2 separate regions of the Oryctolagus cuniculus genome follow, and region 2 is linked to region 1. The links are chromatin contacts, called in public Hi-C maps. All regions are on one chromosome and are shown on one strand. The core of a region is the stretch at or near the end of the contact, and the rest is flanking DNA. Distances in the headings are between cores, read along the strand shown. Region 1 has its middle 200 kb from the start of RPLP1. Region 2 has its middle 460 kb from the start of TLE3.

Region 1 (2,699 bases), core at 58-2,557:
ACTCCCGATCCAGCTGTCTGCTATGTCCTGGGAAAGCAGTGGAAGATGGCCCAATCCCTTGGGGCCCTCCACCTGTGTGAGAGACCCAGAGGAAGCTCCTGGCTCCTGGCTTCAGATTGGTGCAGCTCCAGCTGTTGCAGCCAATTGGAGAGTGAACCAGCGGATTGAAGACTCTCTCTCTCTCTCTCTCTCTCTCTCTGTATAATTCTGACTATCAAATAAATAAATAAATCTTAAAAAAAAAAAAAAGAAAAGAAAAGGGAGCTCGGGACAGGTCAGCATTGTGCACACGGCACTCTGGGAGGGGGAGTCAGAGCTGAGGCGGCGCAGGCTGGCTTGCCCTTTCCATCCCGCCCAAGTCTCACCAGCTCGGTCTTCCCCGCATCATACACAGCGTTCACAAAGCTGAGCACTCACCTGGCGACTATGAACAATACATTTTAATTTAAAATTGGCGATTTCATAGGCCACACTCTCTTCCTATAATCTAAGAACTTTAAACATTTTAGAAGTGCCTGAAAATATTCGTTACTTGGAAATTCATAAACATACCTGTAGATAATCCATGGATCAAAAACAGCATGAAAACTAAAGCTACAAACCAGCTGGAGACAGATGCGGAGGGAAACGTTTTCTTTCCTAACCTGTGAGATCCTGGAAAACGCTCAGCGGGGAGGGGGGGGGGAACCTGTGCCCTGAAATGGGAGAGATCAAAAATAAAGGCACAAAACGCACATCACAGGAAATTAGAAAAATAAGCAGACCGAAGGAACAAAGTATGAAATGGGGAATTAATCAATAGCTGAAATTAGAAACAGAAAACAAGAGAAAGGGAAAGTACATACACAAATGGATTCTTTAAAGCAGCCAGAGTGGGCTGGCCTAAGTCGCTGCTTGTGGTGCCAGCAGCCCAGACTGCAGCACGTGCTCCAGCCCCGGCGGCTGCACTCCAGCCCAGCCTGCCAGTGCACCTGGGAAAGCAGTAGAAGACGGCCCCCGTGCTTGGGCCCCTGCACCGTGTGGGAGACCGGGATGAAGCGCCTGGCTCCTGGCTTCAGCCTGGCCCAGCCCTGGCCTTTGCAGACATTTGGGGAATGAAGCAGGGGATGGAAGCTCTCTCTCTCTCTCTCTCTCTCTCTCTCTCTCTCTCTCTCTCTCTCGCAAGCACACGCACGCGCATACTCTCACTCTCACTCTCAATCTGTTCTGCCTTTCAAATAAACAATAAATAAATGTTTAAAAAAATAGAAAAATAGGCCTAATCGTGTGTGGGGGCGGGCAAAGGCCTCAGTTTCCCCGAGCCTGTGCCTTTGCACAGGGGCCACCGTTCCCCACCGTGGGCAGTGGCCCCTCAGTCTGCCGAGCCCTGGGCTTCCTCCTCTGGCCGCGGGGTCTGCTCGCCGGCCGGGGAGTCAGCTCGGAGCCTGGCGCCCTCACGGCCCAGACGGGACTGGCAGCGCTGGAGCTGCAGCCCTTCCTCTCGGGAGGAAAACTCCTCCATCTGCGCTTATTCAGCACACGAGCCCGGCTTGTCCTTTTCAGCAATGAAAACTGCTGTGGTTTTGTTTTCTCCCTGCTGCCGAGAGTGGAGAGGAAGCCTGTGGTTAGCCATCTTCGGGCGGAGACAGACACAGCGCGGCGGCTGTTAATGAGCGCCGGGACTCCCAGCCCCAGCCGGCGCAGCTCAGGAAGCTCAAGGAACGGCAGAGGGGGAGAAGAGCCTGCCAGTCTGCCCGCCCCGCCGCCCGCCCTGCAGCACCTGCTGCCTCTCCTGTCTTCTGCTGCCCAGAGTTACAGAGAGCGAGAGAGAGTGAGAGCGAGAGCGAGCGAGTGAGAGAGGGAGGGAGAGAGCGAATCTGCCGGTTCACTCCCCAAATGGACACAACAGCCGTGGCTGGGCCATCCGGGTCTCCCACCTGAGTGCAGGGGACAAGCACTTGGGCCGTCTTCTGCTGCTCTCCCAGGTGCATTAACATGAGTTGCCTGGGAAGCAGAGCAGCCAGGACTCGAACCCGGGCCCCTCTCTGGGATGCCGGCGTCACAAGTGGCAGCTTAACCTGCCGCACCGCAACACCGCCTCCTCTGCTGCACCACGCTGAGAGCCAGACACCATGGACCCGATTCGCTTTTACTCAAAGTTACAAAGTCCCTGTGAACCCGGGGTCCATCTTTGGTATCAGAGCTGCTGGCTGCGACTCAGCATGAATCCCAGCCCCTTTCCCATTAAAACCCTGGCAGAACTCCCAGGCAAAAACACTCAGTCCTCCGTCCTCCCTTGAGTTCACACACCAATCACACTTGATGATTAGTGTACCAGCCAAGATGGTGGCTGTTGCATTTTCGAGAAAACTTTCCTGGTAGAAGCGGCACCTCACCTTCCCCTTCCTTTTTTTCCTTTTTTTTTTTTTTTAAGATTTATGTATTTACTTGAAAGTCAGAGTTACACAGAGAGAGAATGAGAGGTAGAGAGAGGTCTTCCATCTGCTGGTTCACTCCCCAGTTGCCACAATGGCTGGAGCTGCACTGATCCGAAGCCAGGAGCCAGGAGCTTCTTCCAGGTCTCCCACACGGGTGCAGGGGCCCAAGGACTTGGGCCATCCTCCACTGCTTTCCCAGGCCATAGCAGAGAGCTGGATGGGAAGAGGAGCAGCCAGGACTTGAACCAGCACCCATATGGGATGCCAGCACTGCAGGCGGTG
Region 2 (2,699 bases), core at 118-2,617, 800 kb before region 1:
TACCTTAGTGTGACACCTTTGTCCTCTTTGCTACACAATGGCGGCGGCTGCATCTTGTTTGTGTTCTAGGAAAGGAAAAAAAAAAAGAGGGGAGAAGAAAAAAAAAAAAAGGCCAGGCTAGGGAATTCGTCCTTTTTTGCAAAGCTTTCCCAGGAGCTCTACCCAAAGAATATTTCAGCTGGGCATATCGCTCCCGAACAAAATCAGAGTTCTGTCATTAAGGAAGACTTCCAAATGGCTACTGGGTAGGTAATTAGCCGTGTCCACTGCAAAGTTCTGCACTAGAGCTAAGCGGCCTGGGGAACCCCAGAGCCATCTGGGTTATTAGGAGATGAGCAAGACAGTGCTTGCAGAGTTCACAACTTAGAGAGGAAGACAGACAGCAGCCTGGACAGCAAGGACAGGGAATTTCAGGGGGCTTGGAGCTCAGCGGTGAGACAGCCTGGTCAGGGGGTGGGAGAGACCTAGCAGCAGGAGTCAGCCACGCGACAGGGGAGAAGTATCCCCAGCTACCGGGCAACCACAGCCACTCCGCCTCAGGTCTCCGGTGTAACGGGACAGGCTGTGAAATCGGACACAGCAGAGGCTGATGGCCCAGGGCTCTCTGGGGCAGCCACTGAAGAAGGGTTTGAAGAAAGGGGACGGGCTGACCAGACGGTGGTCTGTGCAGCTGCTGGGGCAGGGGCCTGGGGCAGCACGGAGGCAGGCAGAAAGGCAGGGGAGAGGGGTGATGTGTGAGGACCCTGAGGATGTCAGGGAAGAGTCACACTGCCCTCCCCCAGCTCCGCAATCTGGGGCTCAGGAGGGGCGAGGTGGGGGGATTTCGGAGAGATAATTGTGACGGAGGCCGCAGCAGATGTAAACAGATCCCGTCCTGAGGGGCTCGCGCCCTGATTCCCAGGGCCTGGGGGGGGGGGGGGTCCCGGCCGCTGGCTGACGGTGGTTCTCAGGAAGCCGAGGAGTCTCGCGCCGAATGCAGGACTGCTGAGGGACCCTAGAGTCGCCCAGGTCAGGGATGAGGCGGCTGAGGGGACTGGGTAAGGGGTGCCGGAAGGGAATCTGCGGGGTCTGGGGAGGTTAGGGCTGCGAAGGAGCGGCACTGCCCACCACGTTATCGCGAGGACTGTGGTCCTCACAGCGGCCAAGGAGGTCTGGGTCCTCCACCCAGATTCCAAATTGTCCGCTCCCAGACACCCCGAGGCTCCTTGCACCCGCTGCCGTCCGCACGCTCTGCCTGAGCGGAAAAAAATACCCCACGACCGGCCGGCAGGGGGCGCTGTGCACCCGAGCAAAGACGCGCGGCCGCCGGGTAGGGCTGGACTCCTGGGCGGTCCGGCCGAGACCTGCCGGCGGAACGGCGGCTCATAGCTCAGGGACGGCGAGGCCAGGGCGCCAAATGAAAGGGGCACAAGTGGGAGGGCCGCGGGGCCAGGCGGGCCGGTGCGCTCTCGGCGGCGGGGCCGGGGATAGCCCGGGGAACGGCGCGGGGAATGGCTGGTGCGTGGACACCGCCGAGGCGTCCCGCCTCGTTGTCGTTGCTGTTCCGGTATTGGAGGCTTTCCCGGGTTGTGGGGCGCGGGGCTCTGCAGTGCAACGCCCACTACCGTCCTCGAGGGCCCGGCCCACAGGAATGTGTTCAGGAGCCTCCCATCAAAGGCCAAAGCCAAGATTCTCAGAGAACAATCGGCAGCAAGTTTATGACCTGTTTTACTGACTAGGTCGATGCTGGAATCCTGGCGGAGGTGTCTGCTGTGCTGTGAGCGAGGGGCAGAAGCCTCGTGGTGAGCTGCCCACGTGCCCCCTCCTCTGCAGAGTGACCGGCCGGGACTAAGGCTTGACCTGTGAGCTCTGAGCTGAAAATCTGCCGGGCAACCCGCACACCGCATTGTTGGGAGTTCAGGCAGGACCATGGGGCCGCTTCCGAGTTTTCTGGTTACTCCAGAAAGGTGGTAGGGAAAGCTCTGGGGCCGGGCGTTGGTGGAGGCAGACGCCCGGAGTACGTGTGAGGAAGGAGGAAGAAGCAGGGAAGGCGACGCGGTGGGTCCTGGCTCGCAACAGCTAAAACAGGGACCACCATTCCGAAGTTGCCCTGGCGTCCCCCAGCCGCAGGCCCCTGAATCAGTGACAGTTAGTCACCCAATGGCCACGACAAACGCCTGGGCACAGAACTGCAGTGTGGCTGCTCACTTACACCCTCCCTCACCTGTTGCTTGCCCACCTAGTGCTGAAATGCAGGATGAGGTGAGTTCTGGGGGAGGACCTGGAGGGCCAGCAGCGGCCTGGGGCATTGTCTTAGGAGAAAAAACTGAAACAATGGACCTGGAACCTTCGGAGGGGAGTGCTTAGTTTCAGGCTGGTCCCCGCCGAGCCACAAAGCACGAGTCCCAGACTCTAATACTTCCAGTCTTCATTCAACACAATTACTTAAGTTATGGTTGTTAGCCCTTCCTTTTGAGTGTACGTCCCTTACAGCAGCTAAATCTTCCCCCTCGATCAACAATAAAAGAACAGTTGTACAGATGATTGAAGCTTGGATTACAGTTATCTCTATTGCTGACCGTTAGAACTGCCTCTCTCCTATCCCATACCCAAGTGGACTGCATGCCCACAGCTCAGGGTGAGCGTGGCAACAGCCCTGGGAGGAGGGCTGGGTGCAGCTTTGTAGTGGGCAGGTGTGTGACCCCCAGTGGAGATCAAAG

Evidence for each region. A called contact is a pair of places that touch in the nucleus more often than the background predicts.
Region 2: a Hi-C map of an unstated tissue shows a contact between it and region 1, with 5 times the contacts expected there. The contact joins two enhancer-like sites. A contact is called at or near these places in 2 of 6 Hi-C or Micro-C datasets (ear pinna and an unstated tissue).

Annotation. Positions count from the first base shown.
Region 1 is chr12:92,298,064-92,300,762 of mOryCun1.1, reverse strand. No RefSeq gene overlaps it. Among named protein-coding and RNA genes, the nearest start is that of RPLP1, 200 kb to the right of the region's middle. Within about 2 kb of position 1,307, at least 1 of the 8 cell types and tissues checked has an H3K27ac peak or open chromatin away from gene starts, as enhancers often do.
Region 2 is chr12:93,097,974-93,100,672 of mOryCun1.1, reverse strand. No RefSeq gene overlaps it. Among named protein-coding and RNA genes, the nearest start is that of TLE3, 460 kb to the right of the region's middle. Within about 2 kb of position 1,367, at least 1 of the 8 cell types and tissues checked has an H3K27ac peak or open chromatin away from gene starts, as enhancers often do.